Linked DNA regions of Ovis aries: regions 2 and 3 are each linked to region 1. A link is a contact called in public Hi-C data. All regions are on one chromosome and are shown on one strand. The core of a region is the stretch at or near the end of the contact, and the rest is flanking DNA. Distances in the headings are between cores, read along the strand shown. Region 1 has its middle 28 kb from the start of APOBEC3A. Region 2 holds the start of APOBEC3F (apolipoprotein B mRNA editing enzyme, catalytic polypeptide-like 3F). Region 3 holds the start of CBX6 (chromobox 6).

What was found. A called contact is a pair of places that touch in the nucleus more often than the background predicts.
Region 2: a contact with region 1 is called in a Hi-C map of hypothalamus, with 1.7 times the contacts expected there. The contact joins the promoter of APOBEC3F here to the enhancer-like site in region 1. A contact is called at or near these places in 7 of 16 Hi-C or Micro-C datasets (blood, hypothalamus, retroperitoneal adipose tissue and 1 more).
Region 3: a contact with region 1 is called in a Hi-C map of hypothalamus, with 1.9 times the contacts expected there. The contact joins the promoter of CBX6 here to the enhancer-like site in region 1. A contact is called at or near these places in 3 of 16 Hi-C or Micro-C datasets (blood, hypothalamus and tail adipose tissue).

The regions. Positions count from the first base shown.
Region 1 is chr3:216,323,994-216,327,946 of ARS-UI_Ramb_v3.0, reverse strand. No RefSeq gene overlaps it. Among named protein-coding and RNA genes, the nearest start is that of APOBEC3A, 28 kb to the left of the region's middle. Within about 2 kb of position 1,711, at least 12 of the 54 cell types and tissues checked have an H3K27ac peak or open chromatin away from gene starts, as enhancers often do. A contact at or near this core is called in hypothalamus, where this site is marked.
Region 2 is chr3:216,378,170-216,382,122 of ARS-UI_Ramb_v3.0, reverse strand. It overlaps APOBEC3F (apolipoprotein B mRNA editing enzyme, catalytic polypeptide-like 3F), which reads right to left and starts at 1,971. Exons shown (of 8, transcript NM_001093784.1): 1 at 1,958-1,971; 2 at 286-442. The coding sequence starts at 1,971.
Region 3 is chr3:216,291,111-216,295,063 of ARS-UI_Ramb_v3.0, reverse strand. CBX6 (chromobox 6) reads left to right here and starts at 2,265. Exons shown (of 5, transcript XM_027968120.2): 1 at 2,265-2,416; 2 at 2,596-2,639; 3 at 2,799-2,864; 4 at 3,008-3,074. The coding sequence starts at 2,348.

The DNA of each region.
Region 1 (3,953 bases), core at 462-2,961:
AGCAAGTAGTAAATATGCCTTCTGATGAAAACCGATGAAACCTTTTGTTAATACCTTCCGAGAAGTCCCCAGCTCTACAGAGTTACGCTTTGCATTAAGTCACTCTTCAGGACTTTCCTGATGGTCCAGTGGTTAAGAATCCACCTACCAATACAAGGGACACGGGTTCAATCCTGGGACAATTCCACATGCCATGGGGCAACTACACTGTGCGCCATAACGACTGAAGCCTGAGCTTCAAGAGAAGCCACTGCAAAGAGAAGCCCATGCTCAGCAAGGAAGACTCAGCACAACCAAAAATAAAATTAAAGTAAATAAATAAAATCATTAAAATAAATAATTAACCCTTAAGTTATTAGAGGAAATACTCATAGGACGTAACCAGTGGCAAAACACTCGTTATGAAAACTGAAGCAAATGAGTTGACAGATTCCCGAGAAAAGCCAAGTGACATCATTTGTCAGAATAAATGCTGGACGATACAACACCAGTCCAAACCTGAAATCTGTAAATTAAGATGGTGATCCTACCAAGCAAGTTTTGGAATGGATGGAAAATTTCTCGAGGTGCCAGAAGAGCATTTTCACCAGTCTCCCCTGCCCCCAAAGGAGTGGCTGAAAATGTAACTACTGTGAGAATAAAAATGGGAAAATATACCCACAGGAAGTGGCTCTGACTTGGAAAAGCCACCACGAGAAAACAAACCACAGACTGATGTCCAATGGCCTCCCCAAAAAACACAAGGGGGCGGGGGCAGAGTTAAGGCACCTAAATTTTTTTTTTAATCCAAGTGACTTTGGCCTTTTACAATATTTTACACAATTTTTTAAAAGAGGATTTCAAGCATGTGGGAAACAGGCAAATTGTTTCAAAAACCCTGCGTGGCAAATTCAGTTTGCAAGTGTCCTTCAGATGTTTGCCAAGGATAATAAAGCCGACTGTTGGCGGTGTCCGGTCCTTCTTCCTCCCTGACGCTCGCTGGAACCCCGAGGACCGCGCAGAGTCACAAACAAGTGGTCTGCAGGAAAGGGGCGTGGCATCTCCATCGCTCGAAAACAGCTCGGCTCGCGCTTGGCAGATTTTCGAGAACCGTGATTGCCTCTTCCACGTGGAATCATTCTCTTCGCCATATTCACAGAATTTCTCCAATCGTCTACTATTTCAGTGACAGTCAGGACATAAACACGTGTCCTGCGCCGCATTTATGGCACAAGATCTCGTGTTCAAAACCGTGGCCCCGATGTCCCCTTTAGCAACAGCACTCGAATGGTAGCGGCCATCGTATTCTTCAAAAAGGTTAACAACTTGGCGTCTTGGTGCAGATCACCTCTGCCTAGGCGTCTCCCTCATTTTCCTTTGACGCCAACCTCTTCGTAAACCTGCCTTCTGACCGCATGGCCAGGTTCTCGCTGCGGCGTGATCCCTCCCTCCCAGCCGCTAGGTCTCCGGCGTGGCTGCGGGGGCAGGTCCGCCGCTCGCTGCTGTTCCGGCCGCAGCCCGACGGGGGGCGATAGCGAGTCGGGGGCGCAGGTGGCGCGCGCGGAGGGCGGCCAGGCGCGTCTCTGGGGTGTGCTGGGGCCGGCCGGGCGCTCGTTGCCGTCCAGCTAGCCAGGGTCGCAGCCGGCCCCGCACCCTGCCCTCCCCATGCCCAGCGACATCCGTGCCAGGGTAGAACAAGGCTCGGCGTCAGGGGCGGCGATACCAGGGACTCGGCCTATTGCGCAGCAGCGCCGCGCACCGGAAATCTCTGAATATTGCATAGATCCTTCCTTGGTACGCGAGACGATCGACTCAACATCAAGCTTTGGTTTTGTTTAAAAAGGAAAAAAAAAAAAAAAGGCTTTGGGGATTATTTTTGCTTGTTGAAAATCCATACCGATAAAATGATGTACTGAGAGTAGCCCTGATTTGGGATGTGTGATTGGCAAACAGAAAATGAAAGAATAGAATAATAAGAGGTTAAGAATATTCGAATGTACTTCTCTGAAAAAAAAAAAAAAGAAAACCTTGGGGAGTCGGGAGGCGGGGGTGGAGGGCAGGCCCGCTCATGGGATTCTTCGGGTCGCAGATAAGGTTAAGCTCTCAGAAAGCGAATCTGGCAAAGGGATCCGTGTTCTTCATTTTTATGTGCCCCCACCCCTCTGGGTCAGAAGAAGGCTAGTTATGCCGCAGGAACAATCAGTCCTTGAAATCTCAATGGCTTAAATCAGTGGAATCTTTTCCTTGGGGGCTAGGGGACCCTTTTATCCGGTAGTGCTCGCCAGCCTCCTGGATGCAGGCTGAAGCCACCGAGGCTCCACCTGATCACTCAGCAACCTGGCAGGGACACTGTACATCACTCTCCAGCTCTTAAAACTATTGCCAGAAAGTGGTGTGTCACTTTTGCTCCCATTCTCATTGGCCAAAGCAAATCCCATGCTCACACCTAACCCCAAAGGTGTGGGAAAATAAAACTTCAGCAGGGGCAGGAACAAGGATAATGGGAGAGCTCTAAAGTAGTCCTGATGGCCCTCACATCCTCCAATTACTGTGCTGAGCCAACTTCTTCTTTTTTTTTTTCAATTTATTTTATTGAAGTATTTCAGTACTTCATGATTTACGATGTGTTCATTTTTGCGGTACAGCAAAGTGATTCCGTTATTCATGTATATATGCATCCTTTTTCGTATTCTTTTCCATTATGGTTTATCACAGAATATTGAATATAGTTCCCTGTGCTCTATATATACAGCGGGTTGTTCTTTATCCATTCTATATTTAATAGTTTGTATCTACTAATCCCAAACTCGCAATCCATGCCTCCCTCGTCTCCCTGCCCCCTTGGCAACCACAAGTCTGTTCTCTCTGTAAGTCTGTTTCAGTTCCAAAGATAAGTTCATTTGCATCATATTTTAGATTCCACATATAATTGATATCATATGGTATTTGTCTTTCTCTTTCTTACTTCACTTAGTAGAATAATCTCTAGGTCCATCCATGTTGCTGCAAATGTTCATCTGTCGATGGACATTTAGGCTATTTCCATGTCTTGACTGTTGTAATTAGTGCTGCTATGAACAGAGGGGTGCATGTGTCTTTTTGAATTACAGTTTTGTCTGGATATATGCCCTGGAGTGAGATTGCTGGATCGTATGGCAACTCTATTTCTAGTTTTTTAAGGAACCTTCACACCATTTCCCATAGTGGCTGCATCCATTTATATTCCCACCAACAGTGTAGGAGGGTTCCCTTTTCTCCACACCCACCTCCATCATTTATTACTTGCAGACTTTCTGATGGTGGCCACTCTGACCCGTGGGAGGTGGCACCTCACTGTAGTTTTGATCTGCATTTCTCTAACAGTTTATCTGGGGCTTCCCAGGGATCTTGCCTGCCAATGCAGAGGATGCAAGACACACTGGTTTGATCCCTGGGTCAGGAAGAAATCCCCCGGAGTAGGAAATGGCAACCCACTTCAGTATTCTTGCCTGGAAAATTCCATGAACAGAAGAGCTGGCAGCCTACAGTCCCATGGGGTCTCAAAGAGCTGGACACGACTGAGTGATGGAGAACACATACACACAGTAGTTTATCTAACTTCTCTGGGAAGGTCTGAGGGAATAAACAAGCCTGAGAAAGGGAAAGAGGGAAGATAATTGGAAAGAGGTCACATTTGTCACTGTTTTTCTATTGTAGCTCCCCTTAAAAGGACAGAGGCCACAGCCTGGCAGAAGTTGGCATCACTGCCCCAGCTCAGCACAAGTATGAGTTGGCTTAGGTACAGAGAATGCACCTGCCTGGTGTGTTCCCTACACACTTAGCTACCAACCATCTCCTGGCCACTGAAAAACCAAAAAGCTTCTGTAGAAAGGTCAGAACAGCGGGAAAGAGACTAAAGACAAAGTATTAATGGTCTCACAATTTTCATATATTTGTTCAAAGACTTGCCCGCTTCCACCCATCTCCTTCCACCC
Region 2 (3,953 bases), core at 722-3,221, 54 kb before region 1:
CCTATAACTGCATTTTTGATAAAAACTGGACACACTGCGAAAGGAATTTTCCTAGTATCTGACATAACACAGTCTGAGAACGAATGAATGGCAGTTGTGATTATATCCCCCGGTCACAACTTTGGGAAAACGACTTGTGCAAGGATCCTGAAACTTCGACAGTTTGCCCATCCACTCCCTGCTCCCGGGCTTTTCCTCCCTTGGCGGGACACACTTGAATCTGTGCTGCCCGCACTGCAATTCTAAGGCACCAAATAAATGCGATGAGTTTCCTGGGGCCCGTACCTGGTTATGAAAGACCCCCCAGTCGAAGGAGACAGGTGAGCGGTGTTTCCATGTTTTCACCCGGTAGCAGATGTAGGAGCAGTTCCGCCCATAGGCATAGAGTAGGTTGTGAAACTGGAAGTAGAAGGTTTCAGGATCTAACCTCGCCACGTGGTCGCTGGAGATAAAAAGAGAAAAGAGAAAATGCAGAAAGCGCCCCCTTCCACCTCTACCTGGGCATTCCTCCCAGCTGGTGTCTCCTGAGTGCAACACCCTGGCCACTCTTGGTGCTCAGCTTCCCAGCAGCCCTCCTGGGCCTTGGGAATTTCCTGCTGCCTTTGCAGGCAGGAAGGAAGACTGGGGAAGAGGAGAGGATGCTGGGTCAGCAGGGTGGGTGACGCCTCCCCCTGGGGCCCAGGCTCTGCTCTTTCCTATAGCACCCTAATCCCCACTCCAGTTTTCCTGCCTACCATTAGTAAAACAGTAAAAAAGTAATAAAAACCTCCGCACTACAAAATAATAGCCTTTGTCATTTCAGTTCCATTCATCCCTGACTTTTCACTTGTGCATTTGTTTGCTTGTGCAAATTTTTGTTGGAGTAAAGTTATTTCATAACATGGTGCTAGTTTCTATGGTCCGGCAGAGTGAATCAGCCGTGCACAAGCGTGCATCCCCGCTCTTTGGGATTTCCTTCCCATTGAAGTTGTCACAGAGCACCCAGTGGAGTTCCCTGAGCTGTAGAGTAGGTTCTCCTTAGTTATCTATTTCATACATGGTATCAATAGTTGTTCCAGTTTTTTAACACCTAAACTCACCAGCTCAGGCTACTGTTTCAAGTGCTCTCTGTATCTGAACTCATCGACTCCTCCCCCAAAATCCACGGGAGCCAAGCCCGTTTTATAGAGGAAGCAGGGATACCGAGGGGGCAAGTGGCCCGCCCAAGTCACACAGCAGTAAGTGATGGAGCTGGGCCAGACCAGGCCATTTCCCGCTGTGCCATCTGTGACCTTGCAGCCGTGTGAAGTCTTGGATGTGGCTTTCTTTCCTTCTCACTTTTAAAACAGGAGCACTTCCTCTGATCTTTCCTCGATTCTAGGCTCGTGGTACAGGTATAAACGTGAAGCGTGGTCACCTAAGGTGTGGCCAGGTTGTAAACCATTTAATGGATTTATTTAAACCAATGGTTGTAAATAAAACCATTTATTTTTCTGCTCAGAGCTGAGGTATCCTTGGAAGAAGGGATGTCTCTACTTGCCTCAGAAAAGTATTCTCACACTGTGCTTACAGTGGTCTAAACAGTAGAGAAAATGGATCGGAGTGCTGTAAACACAATCCACCAGCTGCTTCAGCCATCCTTTGGCCAAATTCTAAGTGTTCATAGAGGGTGCAGCCCAGCACAGGCGGGAAGAGAATTCGCCCGACAGCATTTCAGATTGGGAGCTGGGCCAGAGGACCCTCAGAGAGGCGTGGAGGTGTGGGAGGGGCCGGTTCGAAGCAAGAGTGGGCGCCCCATCCCCGGAACAGGGCAGACTCCAAGTGGGAGAGGGTCCTTTCAGAAAAGGTGCCAGAGGGGGGAAAAAGAACGGGGCTGGAGCTGCAGAGACTTCAGGGAGAAGGAGGCTGAGGGACAAGACACAGCCCTAGAGACCTCGGGAGAGGGGGCCCAGTAGACAGAGCGGGCGGGCAGCAGTACCTGATCCAGGGCATCTGGCTGTAGCCTCGGCAGGCTGGTTGCAGCCCTGGCCTTTGTCTTGAGTGCGGGGGCTCCACTTCCTCTCTCAGGACTCTCGGATAGAAAAACCCCTTATCTGTGAGTGACCTCCCAGGCCGGCTCTGCGGAAGCCCGCCCTCCTTCCTGCTTTGGCACCGGGGGTGGGAGGAGGGCCCCGGGTGGGAGGGCCCCCGGGGTGCTTTGCTTCCTCAGGCTCAGATCCACCTTCCCCTGGGCCCTCCCTCTTGGCTGAGCTCAGCTTCTGATGGGGCCAGGCCCCTCCATGGGGTAGGACCTGACGTTACTGCAAAGGGAAAGAGAAAGTAAAGATGCCCAAGAGGGGGATGGGCCAGATCCTGGCTGAAGAGAGCAGACCTCGGCCCCGCTCCCACCGGGGGAGGGCAGGCTGGATCCCTCTCCACCCTACGCCCTCACCCAGCCCAAATCTGCGCCTCGCTCTACATCTGCCTGTTGAATGAATGGACGCCATGAGGGAGTGTGGCCCTTATGAGGAAGGAGACTGGTGGGCTCCAGGTTGGAAATTTACAATAAGCCACCCTTCTGGTTGCATTTCCTGAGATAAGAGATAGGTGGGTTCCAGTTAAGGAATTTACAGGGTCAATAGCCAGTCTTTGACTCCTCCCTCAAGGGGATAATCACGACAAGGACAATGAAAGGGAAAAAACCCTGTCTGACAGAGGAGACCCTACAAACACAGAAACTCTCCTTGGAGTCAAGAAAGAAAGTAGAAAAGTATTTAGTTGCCTGACTCTTAGCGACCCCATGGACTGTAGCCCGCCAGGCTCCTCGGTCCTTGGAATTCTCCAGGCAAGAATACTGGAGGGGGTTGTCATTTCCTTTGCCAGGAGATCTTCCCGACCCAGGGCCACCAGGGAAGCCTTGGAATCAAAAGTCAGAGGATAATTCCAGGCCATGATGAGTCTTGCTCCTCCCAGAAGCCTTCACTTCAAGATCCAACTTGGCTAGGGTGGGCGTGTGCACCCCAGGGGAGGGTTCTAAGACAAATTAACCAGGGAGGACAAAGTAAGGTGATTGGCTTGAGGGAAGACATAGACCTGGAAAACTGCCCTTTTATGAAGGATTTATTATAAAGGATTTAAACTTCCCAAAGTTGCTAATTTCTCTGAGCTCACCCCCGTGCCTTTCTGAATGTACTTTTTCTTTTCAATAACCTTTTTACTTTACTCTTTACCCTCTGCCTCCTTGCCTGAATTCATTCTTGATTAGGCAGGCAAGACTAGGAACCTTAGTCTTACCTGCTGACTCCTGTGGTCCAGGGGTTAGGACTCCTGGTCTGGGAAATGAAGATCTTGCTTCCAGTTGCCGGGTGCTGCCGTTTGCTCCTGACCGCATCCAAAATCATTCCCACCTCCAAGTTCCAGCCTGCTTGGTGTTCGGGCTATACAGAGAAGAACAAACCTGACTCCAGGTTGAATCTGTTCCTTTAGCTTGAACCCTTGAGCTCTGCAGCCTGCACTCAGTCACGCTGGTTCTGCAGCCTTTTAAACCAATGTTGCTTGGAATTTCCCATGGATTCAGGTTCTGTGTCCCACTCTAAAGCAGGAGTGGTGGACGCTGGCCCCAGACTAACCACATGATTTTTTGTAAATAACACTTTGTTGGCACTTTTGAAAAGGGGGAAGTCAAGGAGTTCCCTGGTGGTCTAGCGGTTGGGATTTGGCGTTTTCACCACCACGGTAGGGTTCAATCCGTGATCGGGAATCTAAGATCTTCACATGCCTTGCAGCACAGCCAAAACGAAGAAAAGGGAAAATCAATCAATAAAGATTACTTTAAATACACACACACACGCATATAAGAATGCTGCCTAGAGCCAGGACTATATGTGACAGACCAGTCTCCAGCCAGCCTCTGACCTTTAAAGGCCCTTTCCCATTCACGTAGAGATTAAAAGTTGCAGAACAGAAAGTAACAGTTCTCTTGTTGGAGGGTTACA
Region 3 (3,953 bases), core at 1,016-3,515, 33 kb after region 1:
GTCAGTCAAGGGAAGGCAAAAGTAAATATTAGACTGAGCCAAGGAATGCCAGTAGCTTCTAGAAGCTGGAAGAAGCAAGGAATGGATTCTCTCCCTAGAGCCCAAACACACCGATCTGGGCCTTCTGACCTCCAGAACTGTAAGATGAAACATTTGTTATTTCAAACCACTGGCCTGTAATGTTACATCACTGCTGTAATGTTATCGCAGCCATAAAAAATGAATACATCTTTATTCCAGCATGCCTAGCAGATGCCTTTCTCACCTCAGAGCTCCTCAGGCCTGGGCACCTTAGTTTCTGACAGTTGAACACAAAGCCTGAAAAAGGACTCACAAGAGCTGCTGAAAGAACCAACAAATGGGTTAATGCTTACCATCTTCATCCAGCTGTCTGTGTTCTGCACCCTGAGAACACACACACACTCATATCCACATAGCTCACCTGTCCAACCACCTCCACCACCCCCAGGAGGGCAATGCTATACTCACACAGAAGCCCACTTTGGGCTGGACAGAAAATAGCTATTTCTTAAGAGCACGTGGACTTTAAGAGGGGAGGGGGATCTCGCCCAAGGTAATAACTGGACAAATTAGCAGGCTGGTAGGGATGAGAAAGAGAAATTTTGACGTGGTTGACTTGAAACCACAAGAATTGGGGTTGTACCACAGGACATGTAAAAATCTCCTTCTGCAACAAAGCAATAATGAAAGCAAGAGACAGCCCTGATCGGAACCACATCCCCAGCCCTCTCCACCTCCGTCTCTCCGCCACAGACAAACGACTGGGAAATTTGTACTCAGTGACACCAAAAACGGTCCACTTTATATCATTTAGGGAGAAAAGTGGATTCCAGCTAGTGTGAACAATGAGATCCCATTCTGCTGAAAAGAAAATATTTAAATACACGTCTATGAAAGTGAAAGTGAAGTCCTCAGTCTTTGTGACCCCGTGGACTGTAGCCTACCAAGCTCCTCTGTCCATGGGATTCTCCAGGCAAGAATACTGGAGTGGGTTGCCATTTACTACATATATATATAACGTACAAAGGAGCATAGGTACGTGTGTTTATTAGGCATAGGACAGAGTCTCGAAGAAGATCCGTGAAGAGGTTAACGGTTGGATGGATATTATAGACAGTTTCTTTTCTTACTTAAAAAAAAATTGCAAGAACAAGGCTGTTGGTGTTCTTTTTAAAAAATAAAGTTTAAATAATTCAAAATAAAATGAAATGGCGCGGTTTGTGTGGCAGGGGTACTCTGTGCCCTCTCCAGGACAGCTGAAGTCTCCCTCTCCCTCCCCAAATAGGAAGCTGGGCTGTGGTCTCCCCGTTAGCAATGGCGGAACCATTAGAGGAACTGTAGGCGGCAGAAGGATGACGCGGCCAGGGGGCCTGGGAATCAGAAAACAGAGACCTGACCGCGAGGGCGGCTTTTGCCGAGTGACCCAAGGATGACCTGCTTCGGGCCCAATCTGGTATGTAGGAAGCCTGTAGTCACCCCGCGGCCTCTCCTCCCTGGACCGCCCCCCTACCCCCAACCACCGCCACATCTTGCTCGCTGCGTCTTCACCCGACCTCCCTCCTGGTGAAGGCAGGTGCCCGCCCAAGACCCCGGCCGAAAACAAATCCAAGGGATCACCCCGACCTTCCTCGGCCCCATTCACCGTCTCCCCCCACCCTTTCCTGCGGTGGCGTTTTTGTTTTAATTCATCTGAACTGGTTACAAAACCACACTCCCACGAATACATAAATAATGGATAAGGGCGGGGGGAGCAGTGTTTTAAAGAAATTCCCGCAGGGCCTGGCAAGGCAACAGCAAATGCATTTCTGCTGTATCATATTTAACTGTTTGCAAACTTCTGCTGGGAAGCTGAGCAGCGGCTGTAGAAATTCCACCCCCCTTCACCGCCCAGGGCCCAGGAGTGACTTGTAAGGGAGGGTTAAGAGGGAGAGATAGTCAGCGGTCCGGGGCCAGGAAGATGGAGGGGAGAATGAGAAAGTGTTTGTAAGATTGCACTGTCCACAACCAGGCTTCCCGTAGGCCAAGCATCTCCTTCCCGGGCTTCGGGGCCGCGGCTCCCCGAGCCAGGCTAGGCCCCTTTAAGAGCCAGCGCGCGCCCCGGCCCCGCGTGCGCTCACTTTCCCTAGCAACCGCCCCGGGGGAGGAGGAGGTCCTGGCAACGGCGCACCAGCCCGGAGGGTCACGTGACGGCCCGCAGCTGGAACGCGAGCGCGCGCCCTGCCGCGCGCCCGCCCGCCGAGCCTGAGCGCTGCGGCGCGTGCGCGAGCGGTGCAGCACCGGCCGCGGGAGCAGGGAGTATTATGGGCTGTGGGTGCCGCTGAGCAAGATGGAGCTGTCTGCAGTGGGCGAGCGGGTCTTCGCGGCCGAATCTATCATCAAACGGCGGATCCGAAAGGTGAGCCGCCTCCCAGGGCGGGACGCTTCGCCCCGCAGCCGAGGCCCGAGTCTGTGGGCCAGCTAGGCGAAGCGGTCCCGCTAACCTGGGCTCTCTCGCCCACCCCCGCGCCGTCGCCTCCTCGCGTCCCCGCATCTTCCCCACCCCCACTCTCCCCTTTTTTTCCTTCTCTTTTTCAGGGACGCATCGAGTACCTGGTGAAATGGAAGGGGTGGGCCATCAAGTGAGTGTCACGGGATCCAGGAGCGAGGGGGGAAGGGAAGCAGCGGACATCGGGGCCTTTTTTTTTTTTTTACCTTGGGGGGTGCGCACATTTGCTCCCTCGCATGTGCCTCTGCTTCTCTTGTTTTGTTTTTTATTTTGTGCATGTGTAACTCGGCAGGTACAGCACTTGGGAGCCCGAAGAGAACATCCTAGACTCGCGGCTCATTGCAGCCTTCGAACAGAAGTGAGTTTGGGAAGCTGGCAGGGGCGGCGGGGCCGAGGCTCGGCTGGGGCGCAGCGCGGGGAAGCGGGAGGGCCAGGGAAGGCAGCGCGGAGTGGGGCCCGGGAAGGGGCTCATTTTTAACCTCGGGTGTTTCTCTGCCGCAGGGAGCGGGAGCGTGAGCTGTATGGACCCAAGAAGAGGGGACCCAAACCCAAAACTTTCCTCCTGAAGGTAACCTGGCCCAGCCCCAACAGCCCCCTCTCGGGCCCCTAGCCCGGGCGCAACACGGGGCCTGCAGGGGAGGGACAGATCCGCGGCCGCCCTTGCGGGCGGGCCTTTCGAGAGGGGGCCCCTGCTGGGCAGGGGGTGGTTGTGAGACCCCGACGAGCCCCTGGCAGGCGGCCCTGGCCAGCTCTGGCTTCTCAGCAAGAGGGGCCTGGGAATGGGGACGCGGAGGGAGGATGAGCCTTGCTCACAAAACCAGGGTCTGGGGAGGCCCGCAGGAAGAGGGTGGATGAGGCAGGTGGGGGCCATCCACCTGCGGGGGTGGCAGGGAGGTGGCCTCTGCACTTGAGAGCTCTGCTCTCCCCCACCCTTGAGCTGGTGGGGCTCTACCTGGAATTCATGTCCAGAGCAGGAGTGAACGTGATCTCCCTCATGGTGCGGAACAGGGAGAGGCTTTTGGGGTGGGAGGCTGCCTCCGTGTCTCCAGCTTGCCTCTTCTCAGGATTTATTCTGCATGCCTTCCCTTCCGACAGGAGGATCGAACTTAAATTTGACCTTAAGTCACTTCACTTTGAGTTTTATCACCCAGGCTGGGCTACTGGTTTTCAGTTATCCCCACTTCTGGCTGTGTCTGGAGGTTCTAATGAGGATGGAGGGGGAGAGAGTAAAAGCATGGCACGTTGGCCTTGGCAAGGGAGGGAGACTTAGCTCCAGAGGAAGCCATCTTAGAGGTTTTTGGTGTTTATTTATTTATTTTTTAATGAGGAAGAACAGAGTCTGGGAAAGGGAAGTCGAGATGACCCAAGGTGGCAGGCAAGGCTGCAGGCAGTCTCCATGGGCAAGCACTGTCTCCCCTCTAGTGCTAAGGTTTTCTCAAGGCCCCAT